Regions from separate parts of the Oryzias latipes genome. Here region 1 is linked to region 2. The links are chromatin contacts, called in public Hi-C maps. All regions are on one chromosome and are shown on one strand. Each heading gives the region's core, a stretch centred on a gene start, on an enhancer-like site or on the middle of the called end of the contact. The rest is flanking DNA. Distances are from core to core; before and after follow the strand shown.

Evidence for each region. Hi-C and Micro-C count contacts between places; a contact is called where the count stands out from the background.
Region 1: a Hi-C map of embryo shows a contact between it and region 2, with 3 times the contacts expected there. The contact joins two enhancer-like sites. A contact is called at or near these places in 5 of 5 Hi-C or Micro-C datasets (embryo, fibroblasts and gastrula embryo).

The regions. Positions count from the first base shown.
Region 1 is chr3:33,489,073-33,493,078 of ASM223467v1, forward strand. The region is part of intron 18 of adamts18 (A disintegrin and metalloproteinase with thrombospondin motifs 18); the gene reads left to right. Among protein-coding and RNA genes, the nearest start is that of adamts18, 47 kb to the left of the region's middle. Within about 2 kb of position 1,984, at least 1 of the 8 cell types and tissues checked has an H3K27ac peak or open chromatin away from gene starts, as enhancers often do. A contact at or near this core is called in embryo, where this site is marked.
Region 2 is chr3:33,410,177-33,414,148 of ASM223467v1, forward strand. No RefSeq gene overlaps it. Among protein-coding and RNA genes, the nearest start is that of adamts18, 32 kb to the right of the region's middle. Within about 2 kb of position 2,230, at least 3 of the 8 cell types and tissues checked have an H3K27ac peak or open chromatin away from gene starts, as enhancers often do. A contact at or near this core is called in embryo, where this site is marked.

The DNA.
Region 1 (4,006 bases), core at 734-3,233, 79 kb after region 2:
AACTTCATGAATTTGCATATCTCATAAAAATATGTACAGTTCTTATTTCCCTCCACAACAATTTTATGTAAGCCGAAAAAACTATAAGAAAGCTGAAATACAATAAAACCAACCTAGCACCATGGGAAAAAAAAGGGGGGGGGGGTTAACCTGGGGGCGGTGCTGGGAGTGCAAACACTTCCTGGAAGGGGCGGTTCTCACTTATCTACGCCAAAACCTGGGAAGCCCCTCGTTTTTGTGGATTGGGAGGGGCTGGCGGTCAGAGTGCAGGTTTTTCGAGGAATACTCAGAAATGCATGACTGGATCAAAATACCACTTTGGGGTTGTTGTTTTTTGGGAGGAATCAATATTATAATGCATTTAAAAGCTCAAAAAAGTTGATTTTGCAAAGTGTTCCAGAGGAAAACATTTAATGACGAGCGCTTTAGAGGGAGGTTTGTCACTGATCCACGTCAGAAAAATGTTCCTACGTGTGGCAGAAGTTAGAACAACATACAATCTGCCAGCTGGCTTTACTGTCCTTATAATCTAAAAGCAAAGAGTCCGGCTTGGAGTCAAAGCCGTCCCCAATATCTTTTCCATGTCCACCAAAATGTCCAATATGACAAAGGTTTGGGGCAGAAGCAAACACAGAGAGTGAGTTCCAAATGCAGATTTACATTTCAAACACACCGCGATGCCTGAGTTTCATCTGATATCTTTTGTTTGGGAATATTTGCAGTCTGAACATCTATGCTGCAAAATCTTGCTTTAATTACAAACAGTTCTAGTTCTAGTTCCAAATAACATCCCATCCTTGTCAATAGTTATGTTTTTTGCGCTCTTGGTGTAAACCTTTTGAAAAACTTCTGACTGCAGTTAATCCAAAAATATTTAAAGCAATAATATGGTATTTTATGGTTAAAAAAAAGAAAGAAAAGGTTGCCAAATGTTATACTGATTTTTAATTTTCTTCAGATACTTGAGGTTTCTAGGGTAGAAGGCAAGTAAGTGTGCATTGTCTTAATTTGACAAAAAGTTTTGCCTTTAACTCGGGAAACCAGAAGGAATAGTCACCTTACTGTGTAAAAGTCTGTTTGTGATGACATGAATGTTTTTCATCTGCACTCGTGGACCAGAGCATCGAAGGAGAAACCAGGTGAAAGTGCAGCAACAAGTTGAAACAGTGCGGAGGGAATGGGCTCTGAGCTTCAGCTGAGGGAACTGGAGCTCGTTTGATTTACAGCGGCGCTCCAAAGACCATGCAGGGATCTGTGTCGGGTTCAGTGCGTGTCATTTGATCCTTCACATCAAATGACACGCAGGATTTTTATTTGCATGCATCTTGCAGGCATTTTCGATATTTGGTCAAACATGTAGTAATTAGGTAAACCAATTAACAGAAATAGAAGCTGCTTCTGGCGGCAGTCAATGATGTGATTTTGTTCACATGCAGCCGCGTTGCAACAAGTCCAGACAAAACTGTCTCCTGTGTCGGAGGCTGAACAGGCCAGACCGCTATCGGTTACACCTCCAACATGCTGCCTCTGTTCCTTATTCAGTTTCCCACAACCCGAGAGGACATTTCCTGCCTCTAATCTTATGCTTACCCTTTTTTTTATATTGACGAAAGCTATTATGCAGGCCTTTTAGTTGTCCTGACCTCCTATTATCCCTCAAGTGAGAAAAAATAGTGCAGTTTAGGTATTCAAAGGAACAAACCAGCCTGACGTCCATGGATCTGGACAGAGGTGGACGGCGTTTCCGAGCTGTGGTGGAAGCTGCACAAGCTGAGTGGGAGGCATGAAAGCTTCAATGACTGCATGCAGGATGTATGCATGCATTCAAGGATTCACTAGAAAAGCAAAATCATCAATGAGGGAAGTAAATTTGAAAGGTGTGAAAGCAAAGGTTCCCGCGTCTCACTGTGGACTGTGTCTGCAGAGCCGACAGCCGGATCCCTGCTTTGTTCTGCAGAAACCCTGGAATTCCAACGGGGGAGAACAAGCTGGACCCCAGCACCCTCATCCATCCTCTTAGCTTCAGGCTCACAGTGTCCTCCCCAAATGATGAAGGACTCAGCTGCACTAACAGAGTTCATTCATCCAGGTTGCTCCTTACAAAGGACCATACATTTTTCTTAAAAAGCCTCTTCATGAGAAGTATCCGTCGCTTCTCTGCTCATCTTCTGCAGTTTCATGTCCAATTTGAGGTGATTCTACAACTAATGGACCGGTGAAACCAGGGTGGGGAGGGGCATTTCACCAAATGACAAGGAAGACCCAACACTGTTGAGGCTTATAAGAGTTTGCTAAATGGTAACAGAGAGAAGAAAAAAAGTGCATTTTAATACATTTATTTTTCTCTTTTATTTTAACTCAATAAATAAATACAACATTCTTTTTCAAATCTTAAATACACTGAACTGCATTGCTACATAAAAAGTGTTTATATGTCAAGTCAATAAAATAGTACAATTAACATTAAAGAAAGTAATATATTTAAAAAAAACATAATATAAGAAAAAAAAAACAATAAATAAACAATAAATGTTCCAAAAAGTACAAAAAATGATTTTAGTTTTTTTGTCTTTTGAGTTTTGTTTATATAGTTTAGTTTCTTGATTGTAAGTGTATTTTATCTTATTTGCATACTATTATAAGAATTTAGATTTTGAGGTAAAAAAGCAACATGAAAACTTCTTTTTCTGCCTTTTTTTTTTACATTTTCGTCATCTTTCTTTCGTCTTGTCATGTTTTTTAAAACGAGTGAAGATGAAGTAAAATTCTAACCAAAACCTGAAATATATACTGTAGAAGACAGTTTCCAAAGATTTTAATCAAAGGCTTCTCATTTGGTAATAAACGATGAAAATAGACAAATAGGAAGGTATGGAAAAGGTGGATATAGTTAAAGAAATCTATAAAACGGAAATTTAACTGTGTTAAAAAAACTAAACATCCCACTTTATGTCCTACATACTGTGTGAAACTACAAACAAAACTTCGAGTTTAAGGAGAAATTTCAATGAAATTGGCCTTCAATTTTTAAAATATTTGTTGAATCCATATTCCGTTCCTCTTGTGCTTTGGAATTCGGAAGATAAAGAAGTATCACAGAAGTATTTGTTTTTCACTTTGACTACCAATTGCAGCAACACTGTTAGAAAACAGTGCATACAGATTTGAGTACAACACATCCACCTGAAAATCTGGATGTTTTCCCCCTCTTCTTAAATAATCCTGTTCTTTTTATTTGGAATTTTCTAAAGAACAGTTTAGCCAAATGTGAAGATGAGAAGGCAGGTCCTTACCAATGAACTCAGCCTAAGGGTTCACTCGTTTTCATTCACCCGACCCTCTCCAGCATCTCTTCATCTCCAATACTTTGCTTTTTAGTCTATTCTCTTTGTTTGTGGGTTCTGACTTGACCTGCAAACAGTCACAACATACCGGGAACAGGCGTGACCATCAGGACGGGTCAGTGGAAAGACTGCATCGCTCCCAGGTGCCAGGTGGTTTGCTGATTGCACTGCGCTTGACAATTTCAAACATCTTTGACCAATCGCACCACAGACCGCCTGGACCACAATCAAGCAAGGTGTTAAATGCACAAAAGAAATGAAGTTCCCCGCAATCTAAAGTAAATAATGCTCAAGAAACAAACAGAAAACAAACAGAATGGCTCTTACAAACTCTCTTCATATACGTTTTGTGGAGTAAAGTTTAAAGTAAAGGATCAGGACCGAAAGGAATATAAACCCTTGTTTCTCAGAACCTCCTTCCTGCAATGGTTTCATATTAGATGTTCTGGCTAAAGCCAGCTTAGTGGTGGTTTGCAGCAAAGTGGCTTTTTTCCCCCAATGATATATCGTTATTTATAAATCAGAGAAAAACACAAAACAAACATTTCTCCTGCCAGGGATCCCACAAAGTTCCAGCCTCTAAATTGCAGTTCCGTCTCGTTTGTCTGCGGCGTTTAAACGGGACGTTTGGAATGGAATGGAAGTTTCTTCCCTGCAGCAGG
Region 2 (3,972 bases), core at 980-3,479:
GCAACATACCATATAATCCAGGCCTCGACTTCCCTTTGTGCTTTTTTCCGTTCAAGGGGATGCTAAAGAACATTTTTACATAATTGGAAATGAATTTAGACATGAAGGGGATAGTAAAGGTCAGAAAACGTCGCCTGCTTGTAGACTAGTCAACACATTCGTTTGACCTGGTTTAGTAAACTGTAATAACTACATATCATCCCAGAGAAAGAAATTATGCTGTAGCTTATGGAAACTTGTTTTATGCCTCTGTCACAATTGCACTTAGAGGTGGACACGGGCTGTCTGCAGGTGAAAAATAGACAAATCTGTTCAGTGTGACTATCAGGCCTTAAGGTCATAAAGAGAGTTTGCCACGATTGAGTACCTTGCCTAAGTTCTGCCTCGTTAATTGTTCCTCTCCGCTCCGCTCACAGGAATCCTCATCACGAGTGTACCACGGGTCGCAGTCCACCATCCTCGCTCTTCATCCTCATTCACGGATTCAGCCAAAGCCTCACTCTCTGGTTCTTCCTGCCGCAAACCTCCAGTCAGCTGCCACGCCGCATCAAGAATCCTGCTCTTTACTTACCTCCTGTAAATTAAATCTTCTAATACCTCTCGTCTCCAAGTGTCCTTCTGGGTTCCAGCGTCTGGGTGTGTCTGAAATCCCGCGAGATCATGACACTAATAATGTTCCTCAACAATATGGCTGTGGTTCAGCGGGTTTCTCTGTCTGCCAATTAGTCTGCTGAGAGTTCAATATCCAGGCTTGACACTTGTCCTGGAAAAAAAAAACATTTAACCCCACAATGCCATTGCTACGATGGAGTTTAAGGGCCAGTTCACAAAAAAAATAATAATAATAATTATGACTTTTAAGTCATAAATTCACCAGAAAAAAAGTCACAGATTAATGAGGAAAAAACACCAAAGTTTTTTCTTTTTCAGAGCCTAGCTTGAAGATAAAACATGTTGAGCCTTTTCTGAAGCTTTATTTACGGAAAGATTTCAGAAACAAAGAAATCCTAAACCTTTTGGCGACTCAAAATCAGATTGTTAGTGTAGTCGGCTTTCCGGGGTTTGGTGTTGGTAAAGCGGAGTTTCTTTAGTAAAATAAGGAGCTCAGAGACTCGTTTGGGTGTAGAGGAGCGCTGCAGCCTTAATTTTCCTTTTAATTCACACACCCTGAAGTTCATCTGTCGCCTTACGTCATGAACCTGTCATCCGAACACCAATGTGGAAGTAAACAGTGTCACAAACGCCTCCTCCTGCAGCTGAAATGTCCCGTTTCAACTTTAAACAATATAGAGGAATGAAAAAAGTAATAAGAACATTGAAAATGCCAAAAAGTGCTCCTCCTCCTTAGATGGAAGCATCACACAGATCTAGACATGTAGTCTTTGATGGAGCAAGAAAGGATTTAAGTGAACATCTGCAGGGACACCGATGTCTACATTGGGCTGCAGAGATCCTGCAAACCACCCATCAATTAAAAAAAAAAACAGTAAAAAATCGTAAATCAAACAAATGAGCTTCCAAACATTTGGAACATTATCAATAAACATTCAGCTCACCTGTTCCATTGAGTTTAGTTAGTCGGCTCTGCTGCTTTCTTGGGGTTCACTTGCTGCTCTGTATGCTCACTTCCACTTTAATCTTGTCAATTTACGAGTTTTATTCTTGTAAATTTACGACTTTAAATCTAGTGATATTACTGTCTTTTTATTTTTTTTGGTAGCCCTTCAACTCTGTCGTACAGACCTACAGGACTCATAGTGCACACATATTTATTAGAAAATAATCTGTTAAACATAGAATAAACACAGAAAGGTCTAAATGGTTTAAGAAAATAAATGTACGTCATAAAATGTTGGAAAAACTTTGAAATCTTTGAGGTGTTTTATAGTAAGGTTCAGTGTGTGTGATGAAAAAGCAGGTCATTTGTCCGCCTGGGTGTGCATCCTGTCCGGCGTGGGCCTGAGATGATGTCACGTCTCGAGCTGGAAGAGTGTCATTCTGTCTTCACGCTGCACTTTCAAAGAAAAAGAGCGGCAGAGAGATTCAGCTGAGCCACAGAACAGCTCCTCTTTCACTCCAATCAGGGCGGAAAATTGAGAGACAAGAGACCCCTTCGCTGCTGGACACCCCCCCCCCCCCAAACACACATGCACCGACGTGCACGCTCACACAGTGAGGATCGCTGGCTTCCTGTGGCCCTGGCAGCAGTTGAAAGTGGTCGGTGGGATCAGACAAAGCCAGTTAAGCCTCTATTGTAACAGATGACTGGAGGAGCGCTGCCACCGCTCTGATGCTCCCTCCTCTCCGCTGCCGTGCAGGCGGGGCCGGTTCAAGCATTAGCTCATGGCGGCAGCTCTACTCGTCAGTATTTAAGGTTGCTGGTGTTCAGTGGTGCTGATGTGCAGGGACTTCGCTGACAGATGGGAAACAACAGAAAAACCCAACAGTGCCTCTGCCATGGTCACAAACTGTTCATGTTATGTTTATCCTTTAAACCAGCGGTCCCCAAATCCAGGCCTCGAGGGCCGGTGACCTGCTGGTTTTCCAGAAACCCTGTCTTATTTGCTGCTGATTACCTGGATCAGGTATGTTTAGCCAATAAGAAGCTTCAATGGCAGGTTGTTTGGAAAACATGTAGGACACCGCCCCTCGAGGCCTGGATCTGGGGACCCCTGCTTTTAACACTATGAGGCTCCTCAGGACTGACTTATTCAAGACCTTTGGGGTCATTAAATGGAAAGATGAAGACACAAGTTTTTTTGTTGTTTTTTGGTGGCTTATAATAGGTCACACAAAAAACAGCTGCAGCTTCACAACTGAAAGACACTCAACCTGAGTGGGCCAAAGTGTCAATAAAGACTTTCATGGCAGTGTAATTAAGTATGAATGAGAAAGTAGGTCAGGCTCTCAGAGCAAGGCAGAGCAATTTGGTGGGAAATCCGGATCTACATTTCCTTCTTAAATGTAGATCCAGTGGCTAATAAAATTAGATTATTGAAAATTTGACTTTTAAATGTACCAAAGCATGGTATGAGGGAATTTGTACATTTGTGTTATGTTTTCTTGTCTTTTCGCACAAAATCAGCAACATTTTTCTGTGTGGTTCCACCTCTTTACTGTTTCTTAAAACAAAAGCGGATAGCAAACACATCGGCCTTGTGTAGCGAGCCTGAGTGGAAAAAAACCTGTTTGAAGACCCACTCCAATGAAAACTGTGTTTTGGGTGTTTATAACATGCTCTTGTGGTTTTTTTCTGATGTTGGAGGACACAAAGAAAATGTATACCAAAATTGCTTTCCTGAGGGCGTTTTCAGACTGGAAAGGTCAGTTGGTCCGGAACAAGTCCGGTTGATTCGGTCTGGATCAAGTCCGGAACCTTGCGTTTGGTCTGTATTCAGACTCCCATCAACCTGGACATTTTTCAAACCAAGGCTTGTAAAAAAAAAACACACATGACCAAAGATCTCTTCAATTATTGGCCAGGAATTATGAGGGCGGGGCAAAGGAATGAGAGAAGGAATAATTGAAGTTCTACACTTTTCCATCCTTGTTGGGATTGTTTATTTACTCAAACGTTATATTTTTGTTGACCGTTTTGAACGTCTGTATCAATTTTAGGTACAGCACTTAATTTTGCCACTTGGCGGATGGCGGAGACATGCTGCAAGGTGGTTGCTGAGGAAACGATGGCTAATAAGGTGCACTGATAAGTGTTTAGGACATATAGATTGTCAGGAAACAGTGAGAAGTAATGTGTCAAGATAATGAATCTGCATTATTCTGACCACATTTCGACGAGTTGCTCTGTCTTATCGTTGCTTCCCTGCTACTCTGTTTGCATCCCATAATACCTGGCTACTGTGGCCCTTTGGCCCAGTTGTTTTGCTCCGAGCACACAGCATATTCAGACTAAAGAAACTCAGAGCGAGCCGGAGCTCAGTCAGATTGGAAATGAATCAAGACCTAGCAGGA